2 separate regions of the Xenopus laevis genome follow, and region 1 is linked to region 2. The links are chromatin contacts, called in public Hi-C maps. All regions are on one chromosome and are shown on one strand. Each heading gives the region's core, a stretch centred on a gene start, on an enhancer-like site or on the middle of the called end of the contact. The rest is flanking DNA. Distances are from core to core; before and after follow the strand shown. Region 1 overlaps slc43a2.S (solute carrier family 43 (amino acid system L transporter), member 2 S homeolog). Region 2 holds the start of slc43a2.S (solute carrier family 43 (amino acid system L transporter), member 2 S homeolog).

Region 1 (5,408 bases), core at 2,737-5,236, 34 kb before region 2:
TTTTAGTACAGGGCTCCCTTGGGAGTCTGCTAAAATAATTGGAAACAGACACAAAAGCTTTTCAGACACAGGGTCAGACTGTGACGCAAGGAGCATGAAGGAGTCGCTTGGCGTGCATGTCCAAACAGCGCCATGCACATGCGCAAACGGTGCAACTCGGCGTGCATGCGCAAACTCGGCGTGCATGCTGAAAAAACTTTTTTTTTTCAACCCGAATAACGGGAAAGGGGGTCTGGTTTCTGTTGGTTTCTGGTCACGTACTTTTATTGGTTAGAGTCTGGTAGCTATTGTAAGTTATGAAAACACCCACACATTGACACTCTTTGGACTAGATTCAGTGTAATTGAGTGCCATTGCTTTGTTTTATTTTTATTGGGGGCAAAAGTGTTTATGCATGTTCTTTTTTATGAGGATGTATAAATGAAACATGTCAATTATTCCCCTAAGAAGGGAATTTCTCTTTCATTCTGATCAGCTGCTAGTGCAAAAAAGGTAGCAGTTACTGTATTACCCAGGCTTACTCGTGTGCATCACTGTGTTGGCCAAAAGAAGGGGCAGCATGTGATAGAGCAATAGAAAATAGATTAGTTAGCACACATCTGCCAATATATGACAGTTCACAAATCTTGGAAAAAGCCTAGCAAATGAAGCAATAGGGATTACTTAATATGGTTAGAAGGAACTGGATAGAGCTTCTCAGAGCGAGAAACAAAGTATGAGCTTTTTGTCCTGTGCTGGTGAGTGGTGCTGAATAAGCAGCTTTTCATAACTGGAAGTGAAACCCAATTCTTATCAGCACAAATATATTGCCAGGGAGCAGTGGTGACTGAATTCATCTGAGTATTGTTTGAAAGTGTAAAACTGAATCGGTATCCACTGTTTGTTTTTGTTTTTCTTACAAATAAATTCGTACATTTTGGGTACCCATTTATGGTAAGATGGATAATATTAACATGCACAGTGTTAAGAGGTACTAGGCAGCTTTATGGGTTATGCTGTTCTAGACACTGCAGGATATTAATGTGTTTTTACACATAGGCCCAGAATAAATTCAGTGCCAGGTTTTCCCACAGACTTCGTGTTTAACCATCACAGGTTTCCCCGTGGAAATACTTTTATACTTCAAAGTGAAAAAAGGCCATCATTCTTATTAGACATTTTATATAACCATCAAAGTAACAGCACCTCTAGTGTTCACATTTAGCTGGGCAGAAGTTGCCATAGGACAGCTATTCAAAAAAACAACTTCTTTCCACTAACTTTGCCCTTCACAATCCTCCTTTGTTTAGGAACATTTTTTAGATTAAAGCAACAGTAACATCAAAAAATACTGTATATTGCAGTGTTGCCCTGCTCTGGTAGAACTGCTGTGTTTGCTTCAGAAACACTACTATTGTTTATATAAATAAGCTGCTGTGTAGCAATGGGGGCAGCTATTCAAAGTAGAAAAGGCTCAAGTTACAAAGCAGATGGCAGATAAGCTCTGTAGAACATAATGGTGTTATCCGTTATCCACTATTTAACCTGTGCCATATAGACTTTTTTCAATTTCCGCCATTGCTACACAGCAGCTTGTTTATATGAACAATAGTAGTGTTTCTGAAGCAAACAGATCAGTTTTACCAGTGCAGGGCATCACTACATGATATTTTCATTACTTTAAAACACTATCACCTAGCAATTCAAGCAAACAAGTTGCTACAACAATCATATATCCACAAGTAAGCCAAATCTATATAACCTGCTAATCACACACTTGCAACAAACTTGGGTGAAATGTTTCTAAACACACTTCCCCATGTAGTTACCATTCCTCAGCTGAGCAGTCAGCGAAACGCGTAGGGCAACATACGTGGACGGTGGTGAGAGTAGCTCCCACTGATTCCCCACGTAGTTAGGCAGGTTTTGCGCGTATGGGAACGTTAGAAGGGAGGGAACAGGTATCGCTTGTTACTGACTTCAACATTACTAGCAACCGTGTACGGGAATTAATTAATATATAATACACAAAAGCCATGAATATCTTGTAAATTATATCCTTATAAACGGTGAGTTCTGATGTCATCAGTTATAAACGGTGAGTTCTGATGTCATTTCTGTCACATGACTCACTGAAATTTGTGTATTATAATAAATAAAGTACCCCCAGTTGCAGAATATGAGGATATTAGAAGTTACCTCGGAGTTCCATGACCTGTATAAAAACACTCGGCCTTCGGCCTCGTGTTTTTATATGGTCATGAAACTCCTCGGTAACTTATAATATCCTTATATTTTACAAGAGGGGGTACTTTATTCACTATATATTACTATTTAATAGAGCTTCCACCAATCCACCATATGCGGTTATTAATTATTTGTATTTTTAAGGACAAGGTCCTGCACTGCTCTGAATTTAAAGAGCAGTGAGTCTCTGTGTTTATGGGCAACATGCTTTATTGCAACTTTAATTAAAGGTTACTTTTAGCAACATTGTAACAATCATTATCTGAACTGGTTTGCTGGTAACTACATGGGGAAATGTGTCTAGATACATTTCACCCAAGTTTGTTGCAAGTGTGTGATTAGTACTTTAAAACAGTGTAATTTTGTTGGTGTTACTGTTCCTATAAGTCCCTTTTTGCAGATATACATAATTGGCTTAAGAGCGAGGGGCACATAAATACATAAAGATATAAAACAAGATCTAAACTATGCACAGGCTAATACAAATAATATTAATGCAACAGGATGTTGTGTTTGCTCCTGATAAACATAAAGCTACACAATGAAAATCTTGCTAATAAAACACTGTGAGTGATACTGCTTAAAGGAGAAACAAACCCTTAATATAAAGAACCCTCCCCCCCCGTGCAGATTCTGTCCAACAGAGTTCACGGGCGCCATCTTCTTTTCTTCGGTAATCTTAGGAATGAGGCTGGCATGGCAGCTCATGCGCAGTTGGAGCAAGTTTCTGTTTCCCGACAACAATGCATGTGCCGAAACTCACGAAAATTGCCGAAGCGCCGGTCTCATTCTGAAGATTACCGAAGCAGCTGAAGATGGTGCCCATGAATTCCGCTGGACATTATCTGCATGGAGGGCTAAGTAAAGAGTTAGGGGCATTTGCCGGTGGCTAAACCCGAACAATATGGTGAATGGCAGATAGCAATGAGGGTGGATCAGTGATCTTGGGGTGGGCATGATGGCAGTTTTTAACAGACAGCCCTTTGACAAATGGAGATGTCCAGTTGAAACCCACACAGCTGGAAACCCTACCTCTATCTATTCTGCCCGATCAGTAAGCCCAATCCTTTAACTACAGGTATGGGATCTATTATACAGAAATCAGTTATCCAGAAAGCTCTGAAATACAGCACTGCTCATTTAGAAAAACTATTTCTTATTTTTGATTGACTTGCTAACTTCTGTTTCTTTAATAACAATAAATTAACTGCACTTGATAATAACTAAGGCATGTCAAGGTGAGTAAAAAGCGAGTTAGGAGGAATCCACCTCATCTTTCAGGTATGTGTGAATAAGCGTAGAGAATATACCATAAAAGTATAGCATAGTATGCAACAGTGACTCATGAAAGCAAGGCTACTGAGCAGGTATTATGTGATCCAGCAGCCATAGAGGAAGAAAAAGCGGGAAAAATACACCATACACTGTAATGATATATATAACATATCATTAACAATCAGATAAAGGCCAAATGTAGTAACACCGACGGAGATTTAAAATAGGCCCTGACATTTCAGGTACACAGAGGCCCAGACAGCCCCCACAGACCCAATAAATAATGTCTGTCTGTGGCATCTTCCAGCAACCTCTGTTGCATTTGGCAGAATTTACAGATTGCCAGTCCAGGCCTGGATATGCATTCAATCTGTCACATAACAACCAAGGCTAAAAAAAACCCATTTCTGAGCCCATTTTCTCAGTGACATATTTCAGGTACAGGGTTTGCCTCCCCCGCAAGCATGTGCGTTTGTGAAAGTGGTTTCCCGGCTCTACACCGCCCCCACACTTATAGTAATCAGTGAACTGAAGTCTCATAACGACTCTCTGCTCGCTAGTTCAGTGCTCTCGATGAAGCAGGTTCAGACTGGATTATACTGAATGAACTTCTGCCACAAAGCATTTTGCAATGCAGGATGTTGGTAACTGAGGTGATCAGCATGTGAAATCTTTTTTTCTACCTTGCTAAAAATAATTTCCACGTTTGGGGGCAGTGCAGAGTCAAATGATTCTTTGTGAAAAGATCTGCATAAACAAGTCATTCCATTCTGAGGCATGTGTTCATTTCAAGGCACTTGAATCAATTATACGACTGACAAGCTGCAATCTTAGTGAAAATGTCAATGTGTTTTTTTCACATTCCTCAATTATTAGGCTCTGTTAAAAATGCAAAAACATAGACTTTTTTTTTGCCATAGAAAAGCGGTTTAGGATTCTGAAATTCCTGCATCTGTGACCATGGATTTGTCCTGTCATGACAGGCATAGGAGCAGGGTCGCCCAAAAGGTAGATTGGGATGTACCAGTAGACCTTTAAGGCCCCCATAGATGCAAAGATTTTTCTTTGAACAACCGATTTTAGTGAAATCCAACCAAATTATCCTAACCCTAACAAAGTATCGTGAGGTTAGGGTTAGTTCACACAAAGAGATTTGGCGAGATTTTGTGCATTAAAGCACACGCGGCACTGCGTTTTCCGAAGTTTCCTCAGTGAGGCAACTTCGGGTGACTACAGAAAATGAAGCACCGTGTGTGCTTTAGCGCAGGCGACTCTTCATTATAACCTATGGGAAGACACGCTGAGGCAGTTCGGGGACATTGTCGCACAGAAGAAGAGGCGATTAGTCGCCAAGCGACAAAGTCTCCCCGAATCTCCTCGTGTGAACTAACCCTTAGTGGGAATGGAACGATCATGCATCTAATGCTTTTTTGTTCGACATCAGTCAGAAAATTGAGCGGGCAGGTTAGAAAATTTTCATCGGTCACAGTGAAATCTATCTATTGTCCAATTGTTTGCAGGGCTTCAACTAGACAACAAAGCTTGAATGGTCTTTTTAGTTGATGGACATCGTACATTTAGATGATCGTTTCAAGATAAACTTGGTCTAACGATAAAAATCTGTACATCTATGGCCAGCTTAAGCTGGTGATCAGTAGATCTCAAGACTCTGTCAACAAACAGCTTGTCTAAATAACCCCACTGATTCATGATTTCATTCAGATATTTATTATATTAAAGAGATACTGACACCAGAAATTAAACTCTTTTTTTACATCTATCATAATATTGGCTTTGAAAGCTACTTATAACTATTTGCACAATGCTTTTTACATTATCTGTCTGATTTCCCATGTTCCTGTATGAGGGGGCTGCCATATTTGTGCAGCAGGAGCCCATTAGCATTA
Region 2 (4,932 bases), core at 2,212-4,711:
ACTTCTTTATTTGATCGGAATAGTAAGACTTTGATCTGAATGGTTAGTGGCGGGTCGGGAGATGGGAAAGTCCGATCGTACGTTGATTCGCACGATCGGATTTTTGCGTCTATGGCCAGCTTTACCAACTTGCAGCTCGTACTTGACTTAAACATAGTTCAGGAAGAAAGACATATTTACAAATAAAGATTACACGTACAGATAGGATTCTATGAAAACAGACAATTACAGACCTAATGTTTTATGTTTGATCCCAGCCAGGACCCTATCAGCAAAGGCTATGTTCTCCTCTCATACATGGATTTCCTCTGGGTTCCCACACTCCAAAACCATATGGGAAGAACTCAATTGACTATAGTATATGTGATAGGAAACTTAGATCATCAGCTTATTTGGGGCAGGGTCTGATATGAATGATATATAATCTGTGTAATAGAGTTACCACATGAAAATTGGATGACACATAAAATACAGCTAGAACTAGGACTGCACTGTTTGCAATTTATATGAAATGCAAAGCCCTGCAGCATGCATTTATTAGAGGTGTCGCTATATTTTCAACTGATCTATTTTTGTTTTTTTTATACAACATTAATAATAAGGCAAAGGAATCTTTTCTGCACTGCCCTGTCATATCATACATGTCGTATTATACAGTAATTCCTTTTGTTATCCAGTGCTTAAGTATTCTTTTTTATTCAGGCAAACTACAGTAAAAATAAATTAGATTTATGTAAATTAAATAAGTCATTTGTCTTGGAATGGCATTGCCATATAGTAATAGTCTGTACAAGTAAAAATTGTGTCTTTTAAACACGTCAAATCTTCTATCGATGTGTGTTTACTATGCGCTCTTATTGTTCTGTTGTCGTAACAACAACAACCCCCACTCATATACATTTCCGGGTGTTACTGCGTCTTTAAGATAAACCTTATACTGCGTCAGTTTTTGAGGCGCTGATGTTACGGGTTAACCATTCCAGAAAATACACTGAGTATCTTTATAATCATATGTCATTCTTTTATTAATCAAATGAAGCTGCTTCTGCTGTAAACCTTCCGAACACGAAAAACAAACAGAAAAATCAATACATTGACAGCCTGCAGATTGTTTTCAACCAAGCAGGCAATAAGCGCGTTCCTAGAGTAAAGGCCCCGCCTCTAGTCTCTAATTGGTCGTAGCATGTCCCGGTACTCGCGCTCTATTGGCTAAAGTATCAGTCTGAGGGAGCGATGAAATCAGATGTCAGGAGAAAGCCGGTTTGAACCAGCAGGCGCGAGGATGCGACTCTTGTAGCTCATAAGCGCGTGAAGGTGCCGGAAGAAGCGCGAGCCCAGCGGGCGGAGGAGGAGGGAGATGGGACAGGGCAGTGCGAGGGCTGGGGGTGGGTTGTGAGGGCTGAATAGTTACCGGAGCCGTCACAGAGGCTGAATGTATGCAGCGGTCATGTAGTTGCCCACCGGCACAAACTCACCTGAGGCTGCTGTCAGGGAGAGACGGAGGAGCAATGGTCGGAAGTGGGGAGCAACTATCAGGCAATGGCGACGTGGGCCGGGGGATATGACATGTGCCCGCGCAAAGGGAACAAATACGTCGCTTAGAAGTGCACCTAGCGCTACCCACAGCTCAGTGCTAATGTCAGGCCAGCTAGCGCTCCCCGGCGCAATAGCAAGGCGCTAACAGTGGACTTAGCTGCTACATACAACTGCTCTGCCTGTACTACAGCTCCACTTCAATAATAAGCATCCCAGTGTCACAATACATGATATACGGACCGGCATCATCCACATCAGCCGCCAGGGAGGAGTCGTAGCTCAAGCAATGGGGCATTTTCCGCTTATTGCGCTTTTCTATAAAGACCCTGTATCTCAACACTATGGCACCAGCCCAAATAAAAGTGTCTTATCATATCACAATACTTAGTAATCCTGCCAATGTAATAAACCCACAACTCTACTGGCAGCTGTCCCCATCACTAACACCGGCATGAAATATAACTGCCCCCATCACTAACACCGGCATGAAATATAACTGCCCCCTTCACTAACACCGGTATGAAATATAACTGCCCCCATCACTAACACCGGCATGAAATATAAATGCCCCCATCACTAACACCGGCATGAAATATAACTGCCCCCTTCACTAACACCGGCATGAAATATAACTGCCCCCAGGGCCGGCCTTAGGCCAATTGGGCCCCGCACCTCTGGGGGCCCCGCACTGCCCCTTTCCTTTCTATTTTGTGCCTGTATGCCCTTATTTTCCTAAATACTTGCTGTGTCAGTAGCCAGCAACACTTTGTCTAGGGGCCCCGCCAACATGGTCCCAATTGGGCCCCACATTTGATAGGACCAGCCCTGACTGCCCCCTTCACTAACACCGGTATGAAATATAACTGCCCCCATCACTAACACCGGCATAAAATATAACTGCCCCCTTCACTAACACGGCATGAATTGTCACAAAAGCCACCAGTGTCGGACTGAAATGCCAGGGGCCCACAAGACCGTGGGGCCACTTTCCGAACTATTATTCCTCCTCTACTTTATTATCCTAGTCTTTTATATCAACATTCTATACTCTTTTCTTCCATTATTAAGCCTCTTTTTTCCCATAAAAAATATAGGGAATGACAATGATATAGTCTAAATGGTTAGAAGCAAGATGGCCCAGTGACACCTGGGCCCACCGTGAGTTTTCCTGGTATCCCTGTGGGCCAGTTTGACACTGACTGCCCCCATCACTAACACGGCATGAAATATCACAACTGCCCCCATCACTAACACGGGTATGAAATATAACTGCCTCCATCACTAACACCGGCATGAAATATAACTGCCTCCATCACTAACACATGAGCCATCACACCTATTGGCACTGAAATCCCCATCTATGGTGAAAGTGTAGCCCAGAAAATGTTCCCCCAGTGTGACACACTTGCTCCCAAAGGCCATTGTCATGAAACACAACAGCTCTTTTCTGTACAGTAAAGCATTACACTGGCAGCTGTTAAACTACAAATCCCAGACTCCCCTGGAAGACAAAGACCATCTGTGTACAGCTGAGAGAGCGGAACAAGTTGGGCATCACTATTAGTGGCCAGTACAAGTATGAAGGTGACTGTAGTAGTTCTGCTAGAATTATAGAAGCGACTTGCTGGGGGCTGTAGTGGAACAGCTGTTGTGTGTCAGTACAAAGGAGACTCTTTTGTCTCGGACACTTCCCCCATCTGATTCACACTGACCATTACTAGGGGCTCTGCCTGTCCCTCCTCAATACACTGATCTTCATACCTTACTGCCCTTATTATTTACCTGATGACAAGTCCCCACACTGATGCTTCTAGTTTGACTTCTTGCTGACTGGGTCGGTCCGGGTCCCAGGGAGGCTGCCTGATGTTGACTTTCTCTTGGCACGGGTCAGTCCCGGTGCCGCAGCCTCTTCTTCCTCACGGGCCCGTCCAACTTGCTTTCTCATGTCTTTATCCAGGTCCTTTTTATTGTGGGGCAGCGCTGAAAAACATTGCCGCTCTCTGATTGGCCGCGATGGGGATAGAGACAGAATTGAACCAATTGGGTAACGAGTTGACAGAGATGGGGAAATCGACGGATAACAGTGATTAATAAAACCGTGTGAGTAGCTTTCCTTCTTTCAGATCTTAGTGCGCGCTGCGCTGGTGAGGAGCCCTCAAACTGCCGGCTGCTATAAACCTGTGGGTTCAGGATTGTGGGGATATTATATCGAGCGAGGAATAAAGATGGCAAGGCTTTGCGCCGTTTACACTGAGAGGAAACAAAACACCACACAAAGAAATAAATGACTCGTTAGCCAGCCAGTAGCTACGCACTATGGGGTAGATTTATGAAAGAGTGACGTTAGAGATCTCCACAGTCCTCAGAGTGAAATTGTCTCTATGGGATTTTTAACTGCGTATTTATCAAAGGGTCATAGTAATAGTTCACCCTTTGATAAATAAGCCTTTAAAAACCCCATAGAAATGAATGGAGTGAGGCGGTATTTCTCTCTGCGGACTCTTACGTCACTCTTTGATAAATATATCTCTGTATATTGCCTGCTGCAGTCTTACCGGCGCAACAATAAACCTCAGCACGCTGCTGATTCTGTATAAAATGTCTGTGAATTAACTATTTTGCGCGCCCTGTAGCAGTGTCGTACTGGCCCGGCGGGACACCGGGAAAAAACCCGGTGTGCCCCGACCCTAAATGAGCCAGTCCCCTCTCCCAATCGGATTCGGGGAAAAAAAGTTTTTTTATGCGCAGCGCCATCTGTGCATGTGTGTGGCACCAACTGATTTAGGAGCGGCACCTTCACTCAGGTGCGCCAAGCGGCGTCTGTATCAATGCGCGCTTGCGCATCATAGTAAGGGGGCGGGGGGTCGGCAGGGGTTCGGAGGGGGCCCTGGACATAAGTCCCGGTGAGCCCTGGGCCCCCCAGTCCGACCCTGCCCTTTAGTGTCATTGTCACACTTTGCTGTTTTGGATTGTTTTATAGCTGAAGACAGCCATTGTATTTGTGCAGAAATGGCACCCTGCAACTGCCACAATCTAGAGTCCTGCGCGGAACCAATTTCTAAGATTCGAACCCACAGCCCACGACCCGAACTGCAACCCACATATTTTCCCATTTAATCCGCTACCCGATCCGGACCCGCAACTGCCATATCCGCAAACCCGACCCGCCGACCATCATCAAACAGGAAGTGGTGGTGCTGCAAAAGTGGGCGGGGACAGAAACACGTTTTGTAAAATGAAGACAATATTACATAAAATAAGAAATTTAGATCAGACCCACGGCTATACCCGCACCTGAATATCTTCCCCTGCTTTTTTTGCAGGTAACCCGCAGGTACCCAACCCGCTGCAGGACTCTACCACAATCCCTTGTTTCTCCCCAATCGTGGGTCACAG

The links. Hi-C and Micro-C count contacts between places; a contact is called where the count stands out from the background.
Region 1: a Hi-C map of the XTC cell line shows a contact between it and region 2, with 1.9 times the contacts expected there. The contact joins the enhancer-like site here to the promoter of slc43a2.S in region 2. A contact is called at or near these places in 2 of 4 Hi-C or Micro-C datasets (the XL177 cell line and the XTC cell line).

What each region holds. Positions count from the first base shown.
Region 1 is chr2S:36,282,434-36,287,841 of Xenopus_laevis_v10.1, reverse strand. All of the region lies in intron 9 of slc43a2.S (solute carrier family 43 (amino acid system L transporter), member 2 S homeolog), which reads right to left. Among protein-coding and RNA genes, the nearest start is that of slc43a2.S, 35 kb to the right of the region's middle. Within about 2 kb of position 3,986, at least 1 of the 7 cell types and tissues checked has an H3K27ac peak or open chromatin away from gene starts, as enhancers often do.
Region 2 is chr2S:36,248,278-36,253,209 of Xenopus_laevis_v10.1, reverse strand. It overlaps slc43a2.S (solute carrier family 43 (amino acid system L transporter), member 2 S homeolog), which reads right to left and starts at 3,461. Exons shown (of 14, transcript NM_001097830.1): 1 at 3,319-3,461.